Linked DNA regions of Canis lupus: region 1 is linked to region 2. Evidence: chromatin contacts called from public Hi-C data. All regions are on one chromosome and are shown on one strand. Each heading gives the region's core, a stretch centred on a gene start, on an enhancer-like site or on the middle of the called end of the contact. The rest is flanking DNA. Distances are from core to core; before and after follow the strand shown. Region 1 has its middle 34 kb from the start of FGL1. Region 2 overlaps PDGFRL (platelet-derived growth factor receptor-like protein).

Region 1 (6,387 bases), core at 1,811-4,310, 250 kb before region 2:
GATAGCTGTGTGACCTTCGGTAAGCTACTTAACTTCTCTGAGCCTCAGCTATCTCATCTATAAGATGAAGATTAGGATAGTACCTGCCTCACAGGGTTAGGTTGAGGATTACACAAGTATTTCAAATAATGCCTTGCATATTATAAGCAGTGAACAAGTACTATGTGATTATTAGTGTAGTAGGCATTCAGGGAAATAATAACAGATGACTTGAATAATAGTTCACATAAAAATCCTAAGGTTAGTTGTACTTTATCCTCTCTCCAACCAGTCCTCCAGAAGCAGTGCTTCTCAACTTTTAATGTCACACAAATTACCTGGGGTCTGATTAAAATGTAGATTTTGATTTGGGGCTGGGGCCTAAGGTTCTAGTTTTTTAAACAAGTTTGCGGACGGCGCAGATGTTGCTGGTCTAGGGATCACAAGCTGAAAGCAACAGGGTAGGAAACTGAGTTCTATGGGGAGAGTCATAATACAGGAAGAAAAGGGCTCCTTGTTCAAATGACTTTAGGAGATGATCTATTGAACAAAATTAAACAGATTTCTTCTTTTTAATATTCTACTTTGCATTCTGAATTCCTAAGAGGGACATATACTATGTTGCATTTTTATATCTATTTAGGAGTGTGGTCAGCTGCAAGGTATAAGTCACCTGATTCTGGCAGTCCAAACAAACAAGGATTTGTTCATCTTAACAAGAACTCAGAAGGTGGAACATTCAGTGCTTTGCAATGTGGAAGTGGGTATCTCTGCAATTCACTTTGCTTTTCCCTCAAAATCACAGGTTGTCCACCGCAGTTCCTGCTTTGAGTCTGAGTCAAAAACAGGAAGAAGGGTGAAGGGTCAACAGACTTCAATTTATACCCTATTGGCCAGACTTGTGTTACGTGGCCACCCCATCTGGAAGTAAGATCATGAAAGAGCATATCTAATTTTTCAGTCTTCAGAACACACAAGCAAGAAAAGTGTCTGCTGTGACTCCTCAATGTTTGTCTTTTAATGCAGTCTTGTGAGAACATGATTTCATATGTCACACTTTGGGAAGGCATAAATAATGGGGCACGAGTGATAATTTTAAATATGGGTATTATTTGCCCAAGTAGTAGCCTAAAGAATTCACACAATTAGAAGATCAAAAGAAAAGCTTCTGAAGGAGAAAAGAAATGACTCCACAGAAAAGTGGGAGGGAGCTAAACAAGTATAGTGTTACATAAATCTCAGAATAATAGTTTTTCAATGCAGAAGGAATGATAAAAAAATTAATGCCATAAGAAGATGGAAGAGAAAGCATTCTAACGAAAGACCACTGGATTTAGTGATAATTTTTTTGTGCCTTTAATTTCAGTGGACTAGCGGGAAAATAGCCAGAAGCCAGAAAATAAAAGCAGTTAGAAAAAAGTAGATCATTTGAGGAGTTTATACATAAAAGTGGGAGATTGGACGGGTGTACCCAAAGTCAAGACATGAGGAAGACCCCAGTCCAATGTCCTCTGAAATTTCACCACTAAGGAGTCATTTATTAGGCTTTATCGCTTTCTTTTTAAAATGCAAATATGCTTTCAATTTATATCAGCTGATTACATGTTAGGGCCAATAAACTCATGAGTGCTGTGTGTGTCTGTTTTAAATAGAGCAAAGTATAGAGAAAATGCAAGGACGCTGATTGGCTGACATGGGCAGAAGGAGTTTCTACTAAGAAACAAAAGGTATTTTTAAGAAAAGAGAGGGGCTATGTTCCTGAAACCTGAAAGTACTCACTCCACAAATCTGCCCAATACCTAGAGTTTCAGAAAGACTGAGTCATAAAATCACAACCCATCCATAAAGCCCATAATCTCTCCTTTGGCCAGCACAAATTTAGTTGGGGAGAAAGACAAGTCAATCTATAGGATTGACATGAAGCGATAAACAAGATGGTTAAGTGTTTAGCTGTTGCCCAAGAAGATTACAGTCAGACTGTTAAGAACTTAAATTTTACCTTTGCCATTTTTTAGGTGGCAAATTACATCTCTGTGCTAAAATGTGAATAATAATACAGCTGTCTTACAGTCATGTTGCGAGGATTAAATGAGCTAATACTGTGGTTGGCACACACAGAAGTCCCACCTTCTCCACAGTTTCCATGGCTTCAGTTATCAGCAGTCAACCACCAATGGGAACCAGATGATCCTCCTCCTGAAGTATTGTCAGGTCAATAGCTGCCTAACAGACATCACAACACCTAATCTTATCATGTAGGCATTTTATCATCTCGCAGCATCTCAGGAAGAAGGCTGTGTACAGAGCAACAAGCAATTTTGAGAGAGAGAGAGAGAGAGAGAGAGAGATGACATTCACATAACTTATATAAAAGTATATTGTTATAATGTTCCATGTTATTAATAATGGTCAAGCTCCTACTGTGCCTAATTTACAAATTAAACTTTGTCATAGGAATGTACTTATAGGAAAAACTTTGTGCTCCTAGGGCTGGGTATGATCCACAGCTTCAAACATCCATTGGGGGTCTTGGAACATACATATACCCCATGGATAAGGGAGGATGACTGTACTGCGTTCTCTGTAAATGCTTACTGTGATGATGATGATGGTAATGCTAACGAAGAAGAGGAAGGTAGAAAGGAATATGGTAATGGCGAATTCTGTGTTCTGTGAACTTCTCCAAGGGTTGAAGGTGTGAGAAGAGAGGAGATGGTCAGACATTTTCCTGATAAGATAGTATATAAAACGAATTACGACTCTGGGTATACTGTATCTTTTTTACAAGCTCAGCAGTTCAGTGTCTTACTATTACTGGGATTTAAAATTCTCAACAGCAACAACAAACAAAAAATTAGACACCTGGCTTTATCACTTTTTGGCTCAGTCGGTTAAGCAAGCACCTGACTCTTGATTTCAGCTCAGGTCATGATCTCAGGGTTGTGAGATAAGGCTCTCAGCAGGGAATCTGCTTGAGATTTTCTCTCTCAACTGGCCCTCCCCACCCTGCTCTATTTCTCTCTTTCTCTCTCAAATAAATAAGTAAATCTTTAAAATCCTCAAAAATTAGAGGTTGACAACTGTTGTAGAGATTGTCCGGTCCCGTGGTCTCTAATATGGGCCCCAGGGGAGCCTTAGATTTTGATAATGTACCTCAAGCTTCTTGCAGGGAACAGGAAGGTCTTCCCCTTTCTCCTTTCATTTGCTGTGGCTTAATTTGTATCTATTTTATATGTTTGGGTTCCAGGTAACACTTTGTGATTTTATTTTGTTTGAAAAAGAGAAAAAGAAAGAAAGCTTTCATCTCTAAAAAAAAAAAAATAATAATAAGTTCAGATTTCTCCCTTCATTTTATAGATCAAGAAATTTTCTGCATTTTTCAGATGACAGGTGTTTCTGGGAAGGACTCTTACTCCCCTGACTCAGATGAATTAACAAGCGTTGTAAACCCAAGGCTGTACTCTGTTCTCACGAATGTTGGCACTTCATTTAGAATACTGCCTTAAAAAGCATATACACCCAGTAAAAACTGTGCTCTATGGTGGGCAAGCCCAAGACAAGCTGCAACCTTTCAAAGAGGATAAAAGGGGGAATTAAGCATTCAGTCCTAACAAGCCAACCTCATCTCACAGAGAAAATGACATAGGGTATTGTCTCCTTAACTCCTGGGGTGTTGGCACTGGTTGCAGTTTCAAGGCCTTTCTAATTATAGATGTGCTGTGTAACATTGCCTCCACCTGTACCTATAACACTAACAACGTTCAGCACTTAGCATTATCAAAGACTTTTCCAGCTTGAACTAATTAATTCATACAATTCCAACCATCTGGGACAGATAGTATTATTACCCAGGTTTTACGGACACAGAAAACTTCAAAAGAGGTTTCTCCAAGGTCACATAGCAATTGGAATGGGGCCAGGAGTATATTTTAGAAGTACTAGATTTTTCCATTCATTAGAAGGTGACAACATTACAGTTTAGATTTAGGGGTAATTTGATTTTTTTTTTTTCTTCAGGGTGCTAAACAGATACTGCTTTGTTCAATACCAGCTCACTCTTTGGTTTCTTTTGTAGCTTGTCTCCCAAATGGAATGATTATACCCTTAGGAATTATCAAGTACGTCAAAATTCTTCGGAATACCAGGTAGTTTGGAAGCAATTAAAGGTAGCTAACATGAGCCAGCTGTTTCAACTCTCTTCTTTTCTTCCTGTATTACACCTGTAGTATCTCTTTTCAGTTGAGTGATATTGGAACACAGAGCTCTTGAAACGTAAAATGAAACCTCAGAAAAGTCAGTTATAAAGGCTTCTCTGTTCTCTTCTGGTAGCTAACCAACTAATTCAGATTCTTGGGAAATCGCATATTCCTCAAAGAAGGTCCTTTAGAGATAATACTGGCTTTTTCATCACTAGTTTTAGAAAGATTAAAAATAGCCCATGTTACCCAGTTATGAGAAAGTTAAATTTGAAACAACACTAACTCGTGAGTAGAAAATCACCACCATCCCCTTGCAGCTTTTGTGCTAGTCTAATAGTTGTGACTTGAAAGCATATTGTATCCTCCCATGTTTACTCATGGTGAAGAAGTAGTAAATCATATACTTTGGAAAAAAGATATATATGTATACCTTTCCAAAAAGTCAAAAGCCAGTACATTTTTATATAGACAATAATTATGCGAAGCAAGCAATGTCAAGTTAACATATCTTAATCAGAGTTCCATGTTGACTCAGACCAGTAGGACCAGAAAAGAAATTATTGTAAAAACTTTCAGAATATAGAAGGAATTTGGTGAATATGATTAAGAACTTTTTCTAAATAGGCATCTTTTGAAACACAAGGTCAAAGAACATCTGCATATTGTTTGTATGTGAGTCAGCATATAGTAGGATGTATAACTCAGAGGAACTTAGAGTTTGGAAGGATAATGTTTTACTATCAAGCCTATTTTCAATATCAAGTCATAGGTCTAGGCCACTTAATTTTTAACAACTTCCATAAATACGTCTGATTCACCCTAAACTTTAGAGATTCTTGGTGTCATTCCTCAGAACTCTTCTCACTCAGAGAAGCTGAGCAGTTTGATGTATTAGTTTCAGTTCAAGGCTAATCTTCCAGGATAAACCTAAATGTGAGAAAAGTTTATGTGAAAAGTTCAGATCTATATTCTCACACCATTTTCTGAAACAGAGCAGGAAAATGCAGTGGTGATTGCAATATGCAGATGGCTCTCAGGTGTGCTGCACAATCCTTGAGCAACTCCTGAGGATCAGATGGCCTGGGGCAGGATGCTGAGACAGCTGGTGGCTCTTCACACTCATTCCTTCAGTCAGCAAGCCTGTATCAGCCTACCTGCCAAGGGCATGGATGCCAGCTGTCCCTCTCCTTGTTCCATAATTTAGTAAAATACTAATCCCTGGAGCTCACTGATCACTTTATTTTTTTCATAGGAAAACATTTATCAAAGCTGAAGCAGGGGTGACACACTACTTTTCTTTATACCATCTTTGCCATCATCCAAAACTTCCTGAAAGAGCCTTTTTAGAGACTCAAACTTTTCCATGCTGGATATAGGCCCAGAGGGATCTTTTTCTTTCTTCTAAAGTGTGGGGCGGTCTGTTTGGCCATTTTCAGTTACACTTTCTTTCCCCCTATATCCATAAATAAAACCTGTCAAAACAGCTTTCCATCCCAAGATGTGACAAGTCCTCAATAAATAATACTTTTGGGGCCAGCCAGCACTTTAAAAGATAAAGATTTAAATATTTTAAAATAAATATTTGTTCATTTTACCTAAAAAATAATTCGCTCAAATTTCCTAAATTAATCTTGCTGGAAAATCTTGCTCAGAAAAATATAAGGAAACTCCTTATGTATGAGGAGGGGATTTTGCACAGTGGTTGATGGAGAAAGTTTCCAGAGGTGGCAAGTTATGAGGACACTCTTGTTTGCCTTTTTTTTGTTTTTTTTTTTTAACCACTGGTGTTTATTGGCAGGAAGGTAATACCAGACCTAAGGCCCTTCATAGGGCTGGGCTCTGTCATCTTGGTAAGACACTGTGGCCACTGTTTCCAGAATCAAATACAGTTTAGTCCTCTTCTCCCTGCCAGTACAATGTGGGTTCTAGCAGGGTGATTGCCTCTACTGACTCACAGCCCAAGGGGTCTGCTCCTGCTACTTCTTGGGGGGATTGTACTGATTCGCTTACCCTGCAAAGTTATAGTGGCAGAGGACACCATCCATTGTCAACTTTCTTCACAGATCAAATCCTAGGAGAACCCAGGCTTTTTCCTCTCCTGTCTTTGTTCTTTCCTCTGGAAGAGGCCAGCCTGGTGAACTCCCTAGACATTGGCTGAGGTCTTCATGTTCCACTACTGCTTGACATTCTCTGCCACAGCTGCTCAGAG
Region 2 (6,188 bases), core at 2,326-4,825:
AACCCAATCTTCCACCTTAAATGCCTGGGAGATAGGATACATTATCTTCAAGTACTAAGGACTATTAGTCTACATATCAGTAAGCACTCGGTAGCATTGCAGACCATCTAGAGTTTGTACAGATTGAGATAAATGTCTACAACAATTTTTAAAAACAATTCTTGAGAAACTGGCTGTTTTCTCATGATTTACTTCTTTGGGGGTAGTCTTCTGAATAAAAATAGCTCATCTTTACTGAGATGGCTTACTGTGTATCCCAAGCTTTACTTGCATGACCTCATTTTATCCTGACAACACCACAATGCGGCTGGTTCTATTATTGTCCTCCCCCACCCAAGTCCTGAACGGAAGAGAGCTGTGTTTTTCTGCAATCTGAACACCGTAAGAACATCTAGTACACCTAGAGAAGTCTTGTACCCTGCCACCCCCGCCAATCCATCTCTGGAAATGCTGGAAGGCCTGACACCGGCGCCATTGAGTCTGGGAAGAGAGAGCTGTACCTTTAGGGCTCGATAAGCTACTTTTTTTTTTTTTTTTTAAGTAGTTTCCATGCCTAGCCGGGAGGTTTGGCATGAGGCTTGAACTCACTACCCTGAGACACCTGAGCTGAGATCAAGAGATACTTAACCAACTGAGCCACCCAGGTGCCCCTACTATTTACTTTTAATTCAACTGTTTTCTGGAGTAGAGAGCCATTTGAAGGTAAGCATCAGAGTTTGGTTGCAATATAGCTTCTATTTCCTACTGCTGCAAATTGATCCTGAGGGGCACATCCAGGTAAATCCCAAAGCCGAGGGAGAGCGCCAGAATTTTCATGAAACCCCGTCATTTGTTCTGCTCAGAAAATAAAGCAAAATGAGCTTTGAAGGAAAATGAGTTTGAATTAAAAAGAAACCTGCACAACCATATGAAAGTATTTACTGCCTTTGAACCGTATACTTAAAAATGGTCAATATGCTTATAATAGTCAATTTTGTGTTACGTTTGACTAACATAAAATATATCAAAGAAAAAAAAAGACATCTTGCTCGGTAATAACACTAGAATATTATTCACAATATTTACCAAAATCTGGACAGTGGGATTCTTCTGTTTATAAACACTTCTTAACCTCCTTCTCTTTTTCTTTTAAAATGTCCTCCAGACCACACTCCCTTGTGATGCCATGAAGGATTAGATTGGCCTGGAGCCAGCTGTCTGCTTCTTGGCCTGCCCTCCCTTTGTGTTGTCTGCGGGTGGAGTGAGCTGTTGCCCACTGTGGTGGAGAGAGAACTCCGGTGCCCTCCCTTCTTTCTGGAAGCTATTTATTGTTGTCAGAGGAACCAGCCATCAGAGAGATCTCCTGTACCCCACCCACTCCTCCCAACTTAAAGTTCTTGACTGGAAAATGCTAACATCCGACCAGACACACAGAAACATCCTGAAAGACAATGTCTGGGCCCTGATTTTCTAGGGAGGAGAGCCAGGTTTTCTTTATGACCACATCAGCCCAGCTTGTTTTTTACAGTTTTGACAACCCTAACAAACTAGCCTAAATCTACAGCATCTGTCTGTTCTTGCCCAACATTGATTTATATTTAAGCCATCATCTGGGCCACCTTTCCTGTTTTTTATTTTCTTCCCCAGCTCAATACTATGCCAAGATTCCTCTGTTCTAAACTCTGAAAGTGTGTTATGAGAGGAATAAAAGGTTTCTAGAAAAGATGGAAATGACTTATGTTATTTGCCCAGTAGAGGTTGATCAGATGGTCCAGAATATTAATGTTTTTTTTATAGTATCAACAGAAAAAAGCAAGTTTTTAAATTTTTTTTTAATTTGCATGGAAACATTATGCCTAGAATATTTCTGTAGACCTCAGTTTGTAGAAGATGGGTGTGAGGTACATGGAGGGAGAGTGGGTACACCTGACACTAGGAAGTGATGTTGTCTTTCTCTTAAAGGCAGTGAGGAGTAATAACCCTCACAGTGTGGTGTATAGATCCCTCTGTACTTTTGACGTGTATTTGTGAAGGCTTTAAGTCAACAACTCATAATGCCCTTACATTTCACTCTAAATTCCTCAGCATGACCGACAGAGTCTTCTACAGGCCGACTCCTGCTTACCTTCCAGCATCATTTCTCCATGGTCACCTCCTTTCTGTTCTACTACCTCAAGCTACCCCGTCTTCCCCTCCACATCCTCAATGTTCCAGGTGCTATAGTATCAACAGCTGTTCCCTCCTTCTGGAATTCTCTTACATTCTTTTCCCACCCCTTTCTTTACCTGGTTAACTCCCAGCCTTCGGGTTATTACCTTGAGTTTTCTCTCCTCTGACCCTGTGCTTCACACAGCTATATATTAAAATTGCTTATTTAATAGTGTCTTTCCCTATTATTAAAAGATCTATGGGCACGGACTTTGTGTTTATCTTGCTCATCATCATATCTCCAGCATCTACCTAGCATAGGACCTTGAACATCATACATACTAAATAATAATAATAATAATTGTTGGAAAAGAAGAACAAAAAAAATTAAGGGAGAGTGGTGGGGGAAGATGAATGGACAAAAGCAGGAAAGCAGGAGGGGGGCCAGAAGAGGAGTCAGGAAACAGAACAGTCAATAAATGGTACCAAACACAGTCAGAAAAATATCCTTGCTGTTTCCAATCTCAAAAGAGAGTGGAGATATATGTGATCTGGAATGGACTGAATTCAGTTGATCTGAATCAACTTTAGCACCTAAAAATTCAGACTCTTACTATTAGCTTCTGAAGCTCTGCCCAAGCTGTTCAAGGGCCCAGAGCTCTGGGAAGACTCAGGAGGACTCGGCACTACCAATGAATTTATCCTAGGGTGGGCACATGAGGTTAAAAATGCCCAGCCCTTTTTTATTTGTTAGGAAACTGATTTCTAGACTGCTTAAAATATAACTTGAAACTGTGACCACTGAGTAGCCCAAAAGAATGAAAGAACCATCAGCACAAGTATGCAATCATTTTACCCCACCCACCTTCCTTTGAAATGTTTTTTTACTGGTGAAAGGAAGAGAAGTGTAACACAGCTGAAACCTGCCATCTAGTGGGCCTTCTAATGACATGAGCTCGCCAATGTGAAGGAAGCAAACATCACAGGAGGAAGACCTGGAAGAAGCCCAAGAGCATGCATGCATCATCTCGGGTCTTCCCTGATGGTCAACGTCTACCTTTCAGGATAAGGGATCCTTTACGGCCTTCTGACAGAGCTCTTCTTTTCAAGTAGCCCAATGTAATGTTTTCACATTCTGATTTCCAAAAGGTTAATGGAAATCAATGTAAAATTTTGATCACTTTCAATTCAAAGCTATCCTAGCAAGAAATCAGAGTATCCCTTTGGAAAATCATGTTTTATATCTGTTTTGGGTCCTAACTGTAGAAATCAAAGTATCCAAAAAGCAACCAAAAAAAAAAAAAAAAAAAAAAGAGGAGGAGAAGAAGAGGAGGAAACGAAGTCAACAACAAATCTATCTTCCTTGAAGTTACTACCTCCACAAGGCCAAGGGTGGTCTCTGGTCTAAGTGTGTCCCATGTGACATAGCTTAAAGCACTTGAGCAGAACAGCAGCTCCATGTTGGGACCAAGGGGCCGGGGTCTAAGGCTCACACTGCTATTCACCCATTGTCACTTGGGACAAGCCATCTACATTCTATGATCCTCAGTTTCCTCATTTGTTAAAAAGAGGCACTTAGAGGACACCTGGGTGGCTCAGCAGTTTGGTGCCTGCCTTTGACTTGGGGTGTGATCCTGGAGTCCCGGGGTTGAGTCCCACATTGGGCTTCCTGCATGGAGCCTGTTTCTCCCTCTGCCTGTGTCTCTGCCTCTGTCTCTCATGAATAAATTAATTAAAAATATTTAAAAGAGGCACTTAGGCATAACAACTACTAAGCTTCCTTTGATCCCTCAAGTTCCATGAACTTGTTCCTGAGTTACAGGCCTCATGACCCCAGAGAGGCCTGACATTCGGCCCACTCTATGCTCAGTCCCCCGCACCATACTCATACTGAGATACTGATGGAGGGCATGAGTGTATCGATGAATAATTATGATCATCTCTGTCAAGCCTACAGCTAAGTCAGGGACACAAACATAAAACAGTGATTGCACAATTGGTGATGAGGGTTTCAGTGAGGGTGTGTAACTCAGCCTAGCAGGGGGCTGAAAGGATGGGACAGGCCTGGGTTTGAAGATTGCTGAGCAGCTTTTCCAGTATGTTCATTACAAGCAGTAAGACTCAAATGGGCAAAGGCCCAGGCAAGAAGGAGACTGGAACATCCAGGCATCAGAAAGAATCCCCAGAGCCTGAAGTATGAATAAGAGAAGGAAAGTGAAACAACACAGGAGGGGAAGGCAGAGGCCACATTATGTATCAGGAGTTTCAACTTAAATAAAATCTTAAAAAAATGAATTATTTATTTGATAGACAGAGATAGGGACAGAGAGCACGAGCCCAGGAGGAGAGGTAGAAGCAGACTCCCCACTGAGCAGGGAGCTCTACACAGGGCTTGATCCCAGGACCATGGGATCATGACCTGAGCCAAAGGCAGATGCTTAACCAACTGAGCCACCCAGGTGCCCCTCAACTCAATTCTAAGAGTAACAGAATTACTCTGTAGAAGGGCTTGAGGCAGAAAGGTGGCAGGACCAGATATGCTCTTCTGAAAGATCTGACTGCTTGCAGAAGACTAAGGTCAGGTTCAAGATTGGGTACAGAAAAGCTAGTTACAAGATTATGCTGTAGTCCATGTACAAGACGAGGGTCATTGCTTCCATGATGGAAAGAAGAAGGAAGATTCAATAAATAATTAAATAGCGACATCATCAGGACATCCGGTAGTCGTTGATTGGATGTGGAAGTAAAAGGTAAGCATCCAAGGTGATTCCAGACCTTTGACCAAGGGCAACTGGGTAGAATTAGTGCTAATCACTGAACTGAAGGACATTGGGTGTGAAGAAGGCTTATGAGCTCAGTTTTAGATGGTTCTGTTCAGAGAAAGACTCAGGTAGTTGAGCAGGCCACCAGAGAGTCAGATCTGGAACTCAGCAGAAACATCTAGGTGTGCCATATGATCAGTGGAGGACATTTGGTAGCATGTAATGAGAAGAGAAGAAGACACGGAACTAATATTTTATGTCTTGGAGAGTAGATGATGCAGAGCTGCCAAAGCAAACTTCAAGGAGAGGCCTAAGAGCCAGGAAGAAAACTGGCAAAAAATGACATTGTAGAAGCCAAGAGCAGATCGTTCTTTTCTGTGGAATGGATGTGGTAGGGCAAGTCACATGGTGACTGGAAAGTAAACACTGTACTTAATGACCTTGACCTTGGTGATGAAGTGCATGTGAAATAGGGCAGGAGTCAGGTGCTTTAGGTGGAGGGTGATAGGAGAGGACAGTGAAGATGATGAGGGTAGACAGAGACTCTTCTAAGGGGCCTGGCTCTGAAGGTGAGAGAGGAAGGTGGCTGGAGGGCACATGGGGGCCAAGGTTGGTGGGGTTTCTTAATATGGAGAAGGATTTTAGGGAGAGATCTCATTGAGAAGGGGGAGGTTGACAATGCCAAAGAGGGAGGCAACAACTGATATCTCAGGGCTTCTGAGAAAACATACAAGGGTGAGATCCAGGACACAGGCAGAGTTTGGCCTTAGGAAGAGAAACCCTTCCTCCACTGTAACTGTCAGAGTAGGGAAGGAAGAGATGTGATAAGATGAAGTCAAGGCAATTCAAGGGCTCTAACTTCTCAATACGTTAGGTGAGAAATGAATTAGATCAAAGTGAGAGAGATGGAAAAGATCAGAGGTTTAGAAAGAGAGAAAAAGTGAGCTCTCTAGAGAAATCTATCCAGCATTGCCAGACACAAGTGAAGTGATCATAATCTAATGGCACCCATCCACCTACTTGCATGGTTTCCTCTATCAGTGTTCAGTGCCCAAGTGTGGACAAGAAGAAGTGGGTGAACAGGTTCATTTCAGGTTGGAAATTTCCAAGAAGGAATAAACAAAAAACAGAGGGCAACATAATTTACTTAGGTTTACCAAGAGGTTGGTAGAAACAACAGACCCTGGAGTCTAATGAGCACAGAAGGGGACTAGATGGATAAAGAGGGAGAAATTGCTGGGCAGGTGTGTGTGTGTGTGTGTGTGTGTGTGTAAGTCAGCTAACAAAATGGCTCCATGA

What was found. A called contact is a pair of places that touch in the nucleus more often than the background predicts.
Region 1: a contact with region 2 is called in a Hi-C map of skin fibroblasts, with 2.3 times the contacts expected there. The contact joins two enhancer-like sites. A contact is called at or near these places in 2 of 9 Hi-C or Micro-C datasets (amygdala and skin fibroblasts).

The regions. Positions count from the first base shown.
Region 1 is chr16:42,043,599-42,049,985 of UU_Cfam_GSD_1.0, reverse strand. No RefSeq gene overlaps it. Among named protein-coding and RNA genes, the nearest start is that of FGL1, 34 kb to the left of the region's middle. Within about 2 kb of position 3,060, at least 2 of the 20 cell types and tissues checked have an H3K27ac peak or open chromatin away from gene starts, as enhancers often do.
Region 2 is chr16:41,796,313-41,802,500 of UU_Cfam_GSD_1.0, reverse strand. The region is part of intron 2 of PDGFRL (platelet-derived growth factor receptor-like protein); the gene reads right to left. Among named protein-coding and RNA genes, the nearest start is that of PDGFRL, 23 kb to the right of the region's middle. Within about 2 kb of position 3,575, at least 3 of the 20 cell types and tissues checked have an H3K27ac peak or open chromatin away from gene starts, as enhancers often do.